3 separate regions of the Mus musculus genome follow, and regions 2 and 3 are each linked to region 1. Evidence: chromatin contacts called from public ChIA-PET and HiChIP or PLAC-seq data. All regions are on one chromosome and are shown on one strand. The core of a region is the stretch at or near the end of the contact, and the rest is flanking DNA. Distances in the headings are between cores, read along the strand shown. Region 1 overlaps Bzw2 (basic leucine zipper and W2 domains 2). Region 2 has its middle 29 kb from the start of Agr3. Region 3 has its middle 9.3 kb from the start of Agr3.

The links. ChIA-PET counts read pairs in DNA pulled down with a chosen protein or histone mark. HiChIP or PLAC-seq counts read pairs in DNA pulled down with a chosen protein or histone mark.
Region 2: a contact with region 1 is called in an H3K27ac HiChIP or PLAC-seq map of regulatory T cell precursor, with 6 times the contacts expected there. The contact joins two enhancer-like sites. A contact is called at or near these places in 1 of 15 datasets of contacts at CTCF or cohesin (the NIH/3T3 cell line) and 4 of 115 datasets of contacts at active chromatin or transcription factors (bone marrow-derived macrophages, forebrain, neural tube and 1 more).
Region 3: a contact with region 1 is called in an RNA polymerase II ChIA-PET map of memory CD8 T cells, with 13 read pairs. The contact joins two enhancer-like sites. A contact is called at or near these places in 1 of 39 promoter capture datasets (the 3T3-L1 cell line), 1 of 115 datasets of contacts at active chromatin or transcription factors (memory CD8 T cells) and 1 of 9 other capture datasets (adipose tissue).

Annotation. Positions count from the first base shown.
Region 1 is chr12:36,134,556-36,139,318 of GRCm38.p6, reverse strand. It overlaps Bzw2 (basic leucine zipper and W2 domains 2), which reads left to right. Exons shown (of 12, transcript NM_025840.3): 2 at 4,364-4,428. The coding sequence starts at 4,371. Among named protein-coding and RNA genes, the nearest start is that of Bzw2, 20 kb to the left of the region's middle. Within about 2 kb of position 2,753, at least 43 of the 459 cell types and tissues checked have an H3K27ac peak or open chromatin away from gene starts, as enhancers often do. A contact at or near this core is called in memory CD8 T cells and regulatory T cell precursor, where this site is marked.
Region 2 is chr12:35,894,613-35,899,375 of GRCm38.p6, reverse strand. No RefSeq gene overlaps it. Among named protein-coding and RNA genes, the nearest start is that of Agr3, 29 kb to the left of the region's middle. Within about 2 kb of position 2,350, at least 48 of the 459 cell types and tissues checked have an H3K27ac peak or open chromatin away from gene starts, as enhancers often do. A contact at or near this core is called in regulatory T cell precursor, where this site is marked.
Region 3 is chr12:35,913,949-35,918,711 of GRCm38.p6, reverse strand. No RefSeq gene overlaps it. Among named protein-coding and RNA genes, the nearest start is that of Agr3, 9.3 kb to the left of the region's middle. Within about 2 kb of position 2,916, at least 16 of the 459 cell types and tissues checked have an H3K27ac peak or open chromatin away from gene starts, as enhancers often do. A contact at or near this core is called in memory CD8 T cells, where this site is marked.

The sequences.
Region 1 (4,763 bases), core at 1,504-4,003:
AATCGAGAAACACTAATGGCAAGGGGTAATTTTTAATTCCTTTAACGGTGAAGTGTCTTTCTTTTATGAGAAGTTGAAATAAGCGGTAATCCTTGAATCTTGGAAACAAACCCAGAGTGCTCCTTGAGAACAGTTCCGTTGAGTTGTGTGCTGGTGTGACAGCCTTGCAGAAGACTTGCTGCTTTGCAGGTGAGGTTGCTCTCCTACCCATTTGAAGCCTGAAATCTGGCCCCTCCACAATTGTAAGCAGTATTGACTGCTTATAGCAGTTGCTTTGTGAATTTTCTTTTCAAGGCTTCTTTTCTTTCCCACAACATATTGCTTTGAAAATTGGGCAAAATGATTCTCAAAGATACTCTATTGGAGAAATATTAACTAGAAATTCTGCAGATAGTCAGATCAGGAGATAGTGTGGACTGTTAAGAGGACTTGAGTTTGGGTCCCCAGTACCTATATCGGTTGACTCACCACTGCCTGTAACTCCAGGGAATCCAATGGCCTGGGCAAATTCTTTCATGCACACAGACATACACAGAATTTAAGAAAACATACAGTTTTTCAGATATGTTTTTATTAAGTATTTGAAGCCATAAGACTTGTTTTAAAAATCACATGGTCTAATATGGTAACCATTAGTCTGATTGATTATTTAAATTTTAACTAATGAGAATGAAATAAAATTAAACATTTAGGTATTCAATCCTACTAAAAGGTTCAGTGGTTAAATATACCTACTTGGTACTGTGTTAGAGACTGTAAACAAAGCCATTCTTTTATTATACATAGACATACTGAATGCATTGTTCATTGTCAGACATGGGAGGACGTGGTCTCAGCTGGGTTACTACCTTCTTTGGCAGTAATGTTTTACTGCCATATAGCCATAACCATTTGTTTTCATATTTTCTCCTTTTAAAAATTTTAAGGTCTTTGTGTACACATGAGTGTAAGGTGTGCACACATGGGGACAGGAGAGAAGGACATGTGTGACTGCATATGTGGAGATCAGAGGACAACTTTATGGAATCAGTCCTGTCTCTTCCTCCCTAATGGGTTTCAGAAATCAACCTCACTCACATCATCAGCTTTGTAGATGAAAGCTTTTGCCCTCTGAGCCATCTTTGCAGGACTCATTTGCAGATGGCTTCTTCAGACCGTAGCAATTGAAACAGAGATGAGACCATAAAGCTGAGATGTATTTCTCTGTCCTTTTACAGGAAAAAAAAAATTGTGACTTCTGCTTTATGGTCCTAAATTGAAGATGTGTCATGTGCATAGTGCAGTAGTATGTACGTCATGGAAGGAGGCTATCAGAATTTAGAGATAAACTAAACCAGACCAAACAACAGCAGACCACGCCAGAATGTATGAGCAAACTTCCAAGTACTGGGGCAAACCATCCTTCACTCAAAGAGGCAGGGAAGGATCAAGTCCTTTCTGATAGATCATCTGTGCTTGGCTTGATACAGTGTGTATCTTTCCAATTGACGTAGGGTCTGAGTAGCCCTGGCTGACATCAAAACTGTGACCTCCCCACCCAACCCCACCTCAGCCTCCAAAGTATTAGTAGGATTACTAATGGGCTTCTGCCACACCCACCAGGTTTTCCAGTGTGGGGCAAAGAACGATGCTACTTTGTATCTAGTTAACTGGCTTCAGGTTATAATGTGGTGTGGTAAATATAATACTAAATAATAATAAGCAACCATAGAAGGTGTACTTTTAATGGTGTCCTCTAGACTATTCTTTGCTGCCCATTCTTTGATATTGTTCTAGGTTTGAGCTCTGTCTATTTCTTAATCCCAAGTGATCTGGCTTTTCTCAGGCCAGGATTTTTCACATGGGCTCAGCGAGGACCTTATGCAGGCTGGCCCTCACTGGAGCGGGTTATACTGTAGCCATGATGAGCTAAATTTAGAGGGAAGTGTGCCTCTGCTGCAAATAGTAACAGCCCAGTGACAGATACCCCAGCGTCCTCAGTCTCGGAATGTGAGAGACAGGTTTTGTTTCAGATTTGTTGGCATGTATTAACACATGTATGTTTCCATATCATCCAGTTATTCTCCACATAGAATAGATAGATGGTGTTGACAATAAGTTCCATAAGCAGGCTGTGAAGAAAAATGTAAGCACTTAGAACTGATTTAAAAGTTAGATGTGTTCTGTGGTCATTCTCTGATAGACATAAAAATGTGAATAAGGTGCAAAGACAGTGTTAATTAAGTCCTTAGGTTTGTGTTTTGGATCAAAAATTTTGAGAGAAAGCTCACACTTGAGTTTTTCCAAATACTTATAAGATAAAGACATTTTGACAGAGTTGCATTTTTTTTTCATTTTATTTTTGTTTCCACGTTTTCTAATGAGACTTGAACACTGAACGATTTCTGGGAGTTGAGGGATAATACATTTGGGGGTGTCTGTATGGGGGGGGAGTGCAGTGGACATGTTGAGGAAGACATAGACGTTACCACTTTTGCATCAATTAAAGGTTTGCTGGCCAAGGGTGCATCTGAGAGAAAAGTTACCAGGGAGGTTTCTGGGTGGTTCTCACAGTTGATGTAAGTGATCCCCGTGTGGTGCTTCTTTTCCAACCCAGTGTCCATCACGTGAAACAGGCGGTGCCACTGATGAAGGGTCTGATGTTGTAACTATTGGCACCTCTTAAGGACTTAGACTTACTCCTCATCTTCTCAGGCTGGCATCCTTATATCTCAAAGCACTTCCTTTCACTAGATGAAGTTGTTAGAAACTCGGCGCCGGTGGCACAATCGACCGACTGTGTTTCTGCATCTGTTGCTTTGTTTGCAGTTACTTTTACTTCGTCAGAGCGATTGGTGAGAAAGGAAATTGTGGTTTGGTTTGGTTTTGGTGGCTGTGGGGATGGAGCATGAGACCAAGATCGTGCCAGGCAAGTGTTCTACCACCAAGGAATAGCCCCAGCCCTAGGAAGGAACATTTATTCTGTGAAGTGACATATTTGTTTTTTCATATTCCTAATGACCCTTTTAAACTTCATGAAGTAATAATTGCTTGGGTAACCCCTTTTGTTAATTTTTTATTGATTCATTCATTTTGAGACAAGGTCTCACTTAGTTGCCAAGGCTGGCCTAGAACTTTTTTCTGTATCCCAAGCAAGACTTAAACTGGAAATCCTCCTGCCTCAGCCTCCCAAGTAGCTGGGATTATAGGCCTGTGCCACCAAGATTAGCTTCAAGTCACACTTTTTTAAATGGTAGATGATAAATTCAGTAGCCTGTTTGAATAACATGTACTGTCTTACTTCGCCTCTATAACTTAAGCAGTCTAGGTATTTTTGGTATATATTCATGCCAACAGGTTATTCATTGTTAAAAGGTCCTAAAGAATACATTTTATGTATGAATATTTAATTTTTTCTTACATATGAGAATCACATATTTACCCTCTTTTTAGGCAAGTAAGTTACACTTTACATTCTTTAATAGAATTTTTACCTATTGACAACTGAACATCATCCCATGTTAGCATAGCTGCTTACCAGGTAAGCATTTAAATGCTTATACGCTGCTTAATTTTTAGGCCTTAAAAATGGTCCTAGATTTTTAGGTCTTAGATCAATCAGATGACAATAAAATGACTGGTCCTGAAGACAGAAGGAGCAGAACACTAGTCAACACACACAGGAAGCAGGGGACATTTCTATCAGACAGGAAGTCCTCTGCAGAGGAGGCATGAGAGTATGCACAGAGAAAGGAACAGGATCAGCTGGGGGAGTCGACCTAGAAGAAGCCAGTATGTGGCCTCAGAAACTAGATTTCATCTTGTCTTTTGGAGCAAAAAGCACAAGTCAGTGAGGTTGCAACGCAATGCATGATGGGGAAAATGGGGTCTTGACATAACTCCCATCATCAGAGCTAGAAGCAGAACCTGCGATACAGCAGAGTTAGATCTAATTCATCCTTTCCTGAGGCTGCCAATGTTCTATGCAGTGGCTAAGTTGTGATTTACGTAACTAAATGCGTGTGGAATGCTACAACTGTATTTCACATACATGTATGTTTGCCTTGGTGTGTGAGTGCAGCTGTAGGACAGCAGGGGGAAAGTAATTGTTAGACTGCACGGTATACACATGTAAGTATTCACAGATATTCACCATATACTCCCCAAAAGTGTGGCATGAAGTCTAACTTCTGCCAACGTTGATGTGGGTGGTTGTTTCCCAACCTTTGCCAAAAGTGGTTCTTGGTAAACTTTCACATGTTGCCAGTCCAGTAGTGTAAAAGCCCTATTCCCACATGGTTGGGGTTGACCATGTACTGATGATCTACGTAGGGTTGTTTGGAATGCTGTTTTAAAGTACATAAATGTTGTTTTTCTTTTTCAGTAATTTTATGAATAAGCATCAGAAGCCAGTACTAACAGGCCAGCGGTTCAAAACCCGGAAAAGGGGTAGGTTGTGTTCTGTTGTGTTGTGTTGTGTTGTATAGTGTTGTGTTGTGTTCTAATCAAATCGTTAGAATTGAGAAAAGTTTGAATTGTCTCTTACTTCCCCTTACTGCTACACTGGAACTCTAACTAGCCTCAGTTCTGTGGTGCAGCCGTGGTGGAATTGAGTTTGCTGTTCAGTGTTGGATGGCTCTCGTGTCTTCCCCAGGGCTCTGCCTCTTTAATGATAAAATGAAAACAGTGGATAAGCTTGGCTGCTTCTTACATTTACAACCTTACTGATTGTGACATCACATTTTATATTTTAGTTTCCTGTTTTGTGCTTTGTTTTGGTTCTT
Region 2 (4,763 bases), core at 1,101-3,600, 240 kb after region 1:
AAATGTTGCATACCCTCTTATTCTGGGAGACATGAGGACATAGTGGAGGCTGTCCTGGTCCGTTCTTCCTTTTCTAATACACTGAGTTCACAGTACGTTCTACAGTCATGTTGAGAACTATAGTGAGACAAGGGAGATTTGGGGTAGCTAAGGCTACCTACAGACCTTCCTCCTACAGTAGGGCTATGCTGATTTTTGTTGAAAATGACCAGAAGGAGAATAGCAAGGTTTTGGAAGAATAGATGTAATTCTTATAGGCCCAGGAAATGGAGCTGGGGCTGGGGCTGGGGCTGGGGCTGGGGCTGGGGCTGGGGCTGGGGCTGGGGCTGGGGCTGGGGCTGGGGCAGGGGCTGGGGCAGGGGCTGGGGCTGGGGCTGGGGCTGGGGCTGGGGCTGGGGCTGGGGCTGGGGCTGGGGCTGGGCTGGGGCTGGGGCTGGGGCTGGGGCTGGGGCTGGGGCTGGGGCTGGGGCTGGGGCTGGGGCAGCACCATGGTAGAGCATGCTTAGAACACGTGAAAACTCTGCCTAGTCAAGAGTGCTTCGGAAGAGAATCCAAAGGCTTGGGCCTCTCTGAAGAAGCTGTACAGATGTCTCTATAAAGCACTTAGCCCTTGCTCCTGCCAGACCCAGGGAGCTGGGATCTGACTGGAAATAGTAGCTCTCATCTACTTCATTCATTCTCTCCCTTATCTAGCCCCCACTGACTCTGGAAAAAGTGACTGGATAGGAAGTAGAAGGAGATAAGAAAATAAAGTTCCAGAAAAACATCTCCCCCCCCCCCCGCCCCCTCCACCGTGGACAACTGGAGCCAGTTAATGAGACAAAATTTTGATGTTTAATTAAAGAAAGACTTTGATTCATATTTTCAGCTAAACATGTTAATACTTGCAATTAGGGTGTGTGTTAACTTTTATCTAACTTTTATTATAGAAATGTGTACTATCTATACAGAAAGAACAGGTCCCGCTGTTCCTTCAGGGGCGTGAAGGGCCATGCCTTGTCACTCAGTCACCAGGATTTCTAGGAAACGAATGTCTATTTACTTAGAAAGCAAGTGTCACATTGTGCTTTGAATGTGAGCTCTGCTGGTTGCCGCACCAGAAGTGATAGTAATGGGGAAAAAATGGACTATGGTGGAAAGGCGGTGTGGACGGAGTGGGGTAGAAGCTGGGCCCCTCTTTTGGGATCTCTTGGGATAGCCTTGTCCAGTGCTCATTCCATGACACTTCTGTGACCTGCTATCTCTGTCCTAGGACAAGCCTGAGGTGTTTTTCTCTTCCCGACTGTGTCCTGACATCCCATTAAAGAGGTAAGATGTTCTAGTCTCTTTCCTGCTGCTAAGACAAACACCCTAACAACCAGCAACTTAGGGGGAGAACAAGCTTGTTTTAGCTCCAGATTCTAGGATTCTATTCATCTTGTGCAGGAAGTCAAGGCAGCAGGAACTTGGGAAACTGTTCACATCATATCCACAGTCACGAGCAAAGAGAGAATATACTGATTATTGCTTGTTTGCTTGCTCTCAGCAGTTTTCGCCTCTCTTCTGCTATTGGAAACCTGCCTAGGGAATGGTGCCACCTGAAATGGCTCAGTCTTACATGAATTAAAACTCCCCCAACCCCACAGGCAAGCCTACAAGCCAACCTGATCTAGATAATTCCTTGTTAAGAATATTTTTCCAGGTGATTGTGGACTGTTACATTGGCAGCTAAGCCGGCACTGATGTCATAGGGCTGATGTTCAGGTGTGACCGTAGAGAGCTTTATGAGAGGGACAGTGTGAAACTGGCCAGCGCACTACTGTACTGTCTGTCCTAAGTACCAGGGTAAGTATTCACCTAGCTGAAATACTGTCCATGTGCTCAGTGTTCCTTCTCCCAGGACAAATGGTGACTCGACTCATAATGGGAGGCCCTAGTGCCAGGAGCTGAAAAGCCTCAGTTAAGCCTCAGGCCTGAGTAACAATTGCTTTTAGAAAGAAAAGAGAGATGTCTCATGTCCATTTAATAACCTTCATAGTTGACTACATTGGATCTGCGTGTCAGACTTAGAACGTTTGGTTGCTCCTACATCACATAAAACTTTTCAAATTTGCACTCTGTATGCTTTTTAAAGTTCAGAATGGGATCACAGTGGGCAAAGATTTTTCTATTTCATAGGGCAAAAGATTATCTGATCACAAAAAGGTCAAATTTTAGATATGCAAATTGCATATCTCTTTCTCCCCCTTTCACTGCTGGGCAGCCCCGCTCCTTTCTTGAGATTCCCCTTTACACAGCCTAAAGGTCTCTGTCTACAGGGGTGTGGGAGTGTGGCTCCAGGTCTTTGTGAAGCTCTGTTTGACTCCTGACTCCAGACTTTCCCCACAGGAAAAAAAAAAGGTCAGACTTGTTTTCGTTTTTAAACAATCTGTGTGATTTGAATAGAAATGGCACTGAAGGTGGAATGAAATTAGCATTTAAAAATCCCCTGAGCCTGTTCAGTCCTTACTACAATCTACTACACTTTCACCAATTTAGCTCTGCCTTTGAAATGCTTTCGTGCTGTGGTTAAGCACCAGGGAGCCAGGCTTGATTTTGAAGCGTGATTCTCTTCATCAATGGGGTATGGGACTTGGGTAAAAAAAAATGTAACCCGTGTGAGACCCGATTTTCTCTTTGAGAAGCGGGAATAATAACGTCTGAGTTTTCCAGGATTAAATAGATAGCTGTGTGTGAAGCTGCAATCAAGGACGATATACAGGAAAATAACCCAGTCCGTTCATAACGAACCCAGTTTATTAAGCTTACGGATAATATTTGAAAAGCTATTTCTATGAAGTGATTCCATTAACATTTGCGGAGGATTTGAGAATTTTAGGGATTATCTACTGTCACTAACAGTGACATTTATTCCGATTAAAACAAATCATTTCAAATGTCCTATGTAATTGAGGGATTAAAGAAAATGGCTTTTGTGTTTTCAATTTCAAAGATACGTTCACAGCGCCACCTGCCGATCAAGAGGATGAACGGCTTTTGGTCTATTTTGATAGGCAAAATAAATAAAATGCAAGAGTGTTTCCCTTGGTGTCTTTCTCAATACACTCTGTCATTTGCTTGAGAAATTTACATTATTTTTGCAAAGATCTGTAATGTTCTTTTGAAGTATCAAATATCTATTTATCTCTTTACTGACTGGACCCCATCATTGAGCCAGTTTAAATGGTGGGGTCAAATTATCAAATTAAACTAGTAACATAAAAGGTCAGGTGATCTGTACTGAGTATCTCTCTTCACCCAGAGGCTAGACCAGACAGACTGAACAGACGCATGCTAATCATTGGCTTTTACTCCATTGTAGAAAACATTCTCCAGCCCCAGGCTGACCGTAACGTTCATGTGAGGTTGGAGACTTTGAGAGACTACTCGGAGAATCTGGGTGTCGTTCAGCCAAGACTTGACCACTGTGGGATAAGAACAGCCCAGGTCCCAAAGGCACCAGAAGCACACACAGCCGGGTGCAAGGTGTCTATTGTATCTGTAGCAGAATTGTAAGTTGAAATGGTTATTATAATGAAGACTATATACGTCTTCTAAATTACAATGATACAATGTTATAAATGATGGACATGGTTATTACATATACATCTAATCAGAAACACACAGCCAACACCTAACTATGGATTACTATTAGCACACCCTTGGTATGCTTTACATATCATTTCAGTTTCTGTTTATGTCACCGCGAGTGTGCATATGTGTTTATATACATGTCACATATATAAGCAAATAAATGAACAAGTGTCATGAAGTACTTTTTCCACAAACTTTTTTCATTATTATAAAATTCATATACAAGGAATCATTCTAACCACCCAGCAGAGTGCAATTGTGCATTTCGTATTTTCAGAGTGCTATGTAGCTGTGTGTGACATATTTCTAGCACTGTTTACCACCACAAAGTAACTTATATACCCACAAATAGTTGCCCTCCCCCATTTTCCTCAAGCCCTGGGCAAATTCTGGCCCACAGCTTTGTATCTCTGTGAATGTGCTCATTGCTGCTGTTTTATGGAAGTGGGTTTATACACTGTATAGCTTTCTGTGGCTGCTTTCTTTCCTATAGCAGTGTTTTCAAGGTCCATGTACTTGGCAGTGTGTATCAGTTTTCAGTCTCCTTCATAGCTAAGTCACATGCCATTGCACATCTATTCCCAAACCTGTCTACCCACTCATGGATGGTTCCTTATCTGCACTTTTATGGGGTTCTGACTATCTATCGTCCCTATGAGAGCTGTGCAGGTGTCATTTGAATGCCTCTTCTGTGACCTTTGGGTATATAGTTAGGAGTAGAGATTGTGGCTGTATGCTGCTCTGTTCTAACTATGACATTCTGTCAAAGTCTAAATTGCCAAACTCTTCCCTGTGGTGGCTACCACGTATTGTACTACCAGTATTGTATGCATGCACTGTGCCTGTCTTCAGTTCTAATGTCTTTTGAGCTCTCCCGAGGCTGTGAGGTGGGTCTCCCGCTGTACTTTTGGTTTTCATTGCCTCAATATCTAATGACACTGAACATACTTTCATGAGCTTATTGGCCATTTGCATATTTCTTTATTGGTGTTTTGATTCAAGTCGTTTTCCTTCAGTGATTTTCTAAAAGATTAAAAACTAAGACCAGGAAACCCTGACTGGGCTCTGTGAGGTTGCAAAGAACAGAACCTTCTCATTAAATAAGGTGAGGGAGCCTGGGTCCATCTCAGCAGCTGCTCTGAGTCTTGTGA
Region 3 (4,763 bases), core at 1,667-4,166, 220 kb after region 1:
GGTGATGAACAGCATTATGGAAGTGTAAGCCGAATAAACCCTTTCCTCCCCAACTTGCTTCTTGGTCATGATGTTTGTGCAGGAATAGAAACCCTGACTAAGACAGGTGGGTTGAATGAAAATGGCTCCCATAGGCTCCCATAGGCTCCCATAGGCTCTCATAGGCAGTATCACTATTAGGAGGTGTGGCCTTGTAGGAATAGATATGGCTTTGTTGGAGGAAATGTGTCTCTAGGAGGCAGGCTTGAAGAAGCTGTCACTCACTGTCACTCCCTGTTGTCTGCAGATCAAGATGTAGAGCTCTCAGTTACCTCTCTCCAGCACCATGTCTGACTGTATGCCACCATGCTTCCCACCATGGTGATAATGGGTTAAATCTCTGAACTGTGAGTCATCTCTCCAATTAAATGCTTTCCTTTACAAAAGTTGTCTCTACACAGCAATAGAAACTCAGACAGATGGATTTGGCATTTGTTTCAGCCTTGGCATGTTGTACTGTCTGCATGCTGTGCTTTGTACCCTGAATGGTACTTTCATCATGGAGCCAATAGTGCTAATGTGTGTGGGGCAACTAAGATCTGGAGTCCTATTACATTCTCCATTGGTATTAGTGAATGAGTAAAAATCATAAACTCATTTTGTTTCAATTTAAGATGTACAGGCTCGATGTTAATCCAATCAGAATGAGAATTAAAGGCCAAGTCAATGCTGATAGCAGAGTAGTTAGCCAGGGGACTAAGAGAACAGAGACTTGTACCAATTATTTCTCTAACCATGGCAAGATTTTTCTCTAATTACTCCTGATCAATTAGCATACAACAGCAGGTTTCTCCCCAAACCATCAATAGTTTCCTTTATTTCATGAGAAGTCTAAACCTCTATAATTTTGTAGGACCATTTCTGAAAGGGAATCTAACTGATGTTTTGATTCAGGAACTGAAAATTTTAATACCTCTAGGTCCTGATCCACCTACATATTTCATTTGGAAAACACCAGAAGAGGCAAATTTAGTCACACCAAATTTAGTGCATGCCCACTAAATAGTCTCAGAGGCCCAATATGTTGTTATCCATATGAATTATCCCATATGGCAGAATATCAGGCACCAGAATAAGGGGAAGTGTCTAGGTTGAAGGTTTTTAATATTAGATAAGTTTTAGCCCCTTCTAAGCCATCTAATGTTAATTTGGGCTGTGCCTAATCACAGTGATTTTGTCAGTCAGTGGGCTGAGTCCTTCCCTATCCATTTGTAGTACGTGGACTGGGTATCAAAGCACAATCCACAAACCTGACTGATCTTTGGCTGGAAAGGATTAACTCTATTCCCAAGAACTCTTTCTATGGCAGAGTCAAGTTCCCTGGGTTTTTTTGTGTTTTCCAAAGGCCAGAATCTTTTAAAGAATTTTCTTTAGAAAAAACTCAAATTTAATTTTCCACCTTTGTGATGGAAACTCTCTTGGTTTTGGCAGCCAGGGTATCTAGCAACGAGGCATGTATAGAATTTTAAACTCTGTATTCTGATCTCAAAATATAAATTCCCGTTTCTCCTTTTCTTCATACAACCACATACTTAAAGTAGGGGGTCAATAAGTAAAGGCCAAGGTGGAATATGATTTCTGGTCTACAGTCATACTAGTTAATACCTTCTCTGGAGCTGACTTCTTCAATTCCTAGGTCCAAACTTGAAGGCCCTGAGGGTCGGACCATAACCCTGTATTTATATTAAACACAAGTCTCAGGAGAAAGTAGAGGGGCAGGGAGTGTAAGGGCCCAGGGCTCATTGAAACCTTAATTTTAAGTCTGGAGATGGTTTATTTGGCAGCAGCATCTATGGCTTCTTCTTTCTTAACCTGTAATGATATCTGTAATGCCAGATATCTTCACAGCCTTAGGATTGGAGAGAATCACAGTGTAGAGTCCCTTTCTAGTTGATTTCAGTGCCCTGTTGGCTATCTGCCTGACACAGACAATGTCACTGGGCTGGGACAAAGGAAAACTGGTGATGGATTAGGAGGTCAGCTGGCTCTCTTGAATACACCAATGGACAGCCTTTATGGAAGACTGGAGTACCTATGGTAACTTGAGAAAGGAACGGTTAGAGAGTTCTGCCAACTGCTGGTGTCTGAGCCTGGGGAAGGTCTTCCAAACATAATCTCAAGGAGAACATAAATCCACTGGTATGGGGACCAGTGGGCTAAAGCAAAGGAAGGAGATCTATCTACCCTCTGGCAGACTCTAATGAGAGTTTTGTTAAAGTTTCTTTTAATGTCCTGTTTATTCTTTTTACCTGGCCAGAACCCTGAGGTCTACATGCACAATGAAGTTTTCAATGTATGTCTAAGGCTTTAGATATTAATTGAGAGGTTTTGACTATGAAAGTCAGGCTGCTAACCCCAATTGTTAAGGGAGAGGCTATGTTAGGGGAACAGTTTCTTTTCTTTTCTTTTCTTTTCTTTTCTTTTCTTTTCTTTTCTTTTCTTTTCTTTTCTTTTCTTTTCTTTTCCTTTCCTTTCTTTCTTTTAGGGGATCAATTTCTAGAGGATCATCTTAGCTCCTATTTAAGCAGCTTCAGCCTGGGTAGAGGATGTTTCTACCTATCCAGAAAAAGAATCTTTAAAAACTACCAAGTACTTTTATCCTCCCCCAGCAGGCTGGATCTTGGTGAAATCAGTTTCCCTAGAGTTTGTGGGGCTTTTGATCTCTTATTTGGACCACTTCCTGGACTTTGAATTCACTTGAGCAGAAACTGGGTATCTGACTGAGACATTCTGTGCTAGGCATACAGTCTAGGTATAACATATCATGGTCTGAGCAGCTCAGAAAGTTTTGTGGACCTCAGATGAGTAGCCTGGTGAAGGTCAGTTCCCAGAGTCCTGCCAGTTGTTTCTGGGAGAATGATTTTTACTCTTGTGTCCTCCATCGAGCACCAGGTGTGAGCTGTGCATTTCTTCTTTACCATGGAGGCTCAGGCTGTACCATATTGTGGTATGACATCAGAATATCAACAGGCCCCACTGGTCTTAGTGCCATTTGTCCAGCAACCAGGTCAGCAGCCCAGCAATGGAGAACAGCACTTTGTCGTGGGAGCCAAATGGCCTCAAGGAAAGGCAAGATTTTTAAAATATTCTTTTTCCTAGTGGTGAGAAGCCCTCTTTCTCTATAGATTATACTGTGGACATGTCTGGAAGTAAAAACATACCTGATGGTCCATGTAAATGTTGGTGGAATTTTCTTTTCCCTGTCTGATAGCTAGGGTCCGATCAACCTGTTCTGCTCTCTGGGCTGAGGTACCTGGCTTGGGCCCAGATCATTTCAGTTAAAGGAACTACTGCAGCTCTCAAGTACCTGTTTTTTTATCTTTCACCTCCTGACAGTCATGGATGAATACCTGTGGGACATCGCCAGGGAAAAGAGTAGCAAGATTAATGGCAATGGGTTTCTCAAACTGGATTCAAGGATGGGCCAGGAGAAGGGCCTGGTCCTGACTTATATAGTCACTTGATAGTGTTCTAGAGCTGCTCAGAGGACAGCTTCAACTCTGTCATGGGTGCTGTGAATATAAGACCTTGATCCAGAGTTAACTTGTTTGCTTTCTTTCATTAAACTAGCAGAAACAGCCACAGCTCTTAGATAGATGCGGACATCCTGTAACTACAGAGTCTAGTGGTTTTGACAGGCATGTTACAGGACACTCCCATGACACCAAAGTTTGTGTTAGAACCACTTTTTGTCTTCTGTTTTATCTCAGTCCAGATTACAGGCTCAGTGTCCTCCTTTGTGCTGGTTATACAGACCTTGCTGTTTCCAGAAACTTTGGTACCCAGAGGCAGCAATATCCTGCTGTACCTGTCTCTCAGATCTCAAACTCTCAAACTTGTCTCTCCGTCTTTGCAATTGGGATCTTAAGGATGGCAGAAATCCTACTCTGAAACAGGCTCATTTTGTCTCTCCTTATGGTAGCCAAGATAAGTAGACTCTGATGTATAAATTTGGGCTTTCTTAGCTGACATTCTATAGTCCTACGTCTACACTCCATAAGCAACTATTTTCCTAGGAAACCTTTGACAGAAAGACAGGAAGTCTGCATTTAGTGTCTTTAAATACTGGGGCAACCTAGTTCAGTTATGTTGCCCACTGTAATCTCCCATTGGGTCTTTTCATTTCTAAGTAAAGATGTATTGGCTCACCTCTGCCAATGAGAGGCTGAAGAACACACCTTTCAAGTCTAAGACACCTCTTTCTCTGGAAGAATCACTCTCAGAATCAGAGGTCCCAGATTTCTTCACAGGCAGGAGAGGCATATTCCAGAGTTACTGGCAGGTCACCAGTATGTCTATCTCTTCAACCCAGGCAATATGGATTTCAATTTCCACTTTTGTTTCCAGGATCCTTGGGTATTGTTTAATCTGGATAGATGTAGCTGAACTGGTTAGTTGAATAATTATAGGAGCTAGCTGTTGGGCCATTCCTGTGGGCTTGATTGTTTGTTTTTCCTGATAGAGGGTGAGACACTAATATTTTGTTGAATATCTGTAAATCTAACTGTCTCATCATCAGAGAAGGCGACAGTGACTTTTTTTGCACAAGTGTCAGTTTATGAAAATGGTCTCCTAATCAGTTTTGTGTTCTTAAACACCCTTTAAGCTATCTCCAGCAATTAGGACCTACTTATCCCTTTAATTTGTTTATACTTTTAATTTTTTTAACTTTTATAACTTCTTTTCTAATATCTGGGGCCAACTGGGTGACAAAGGAAATCTTT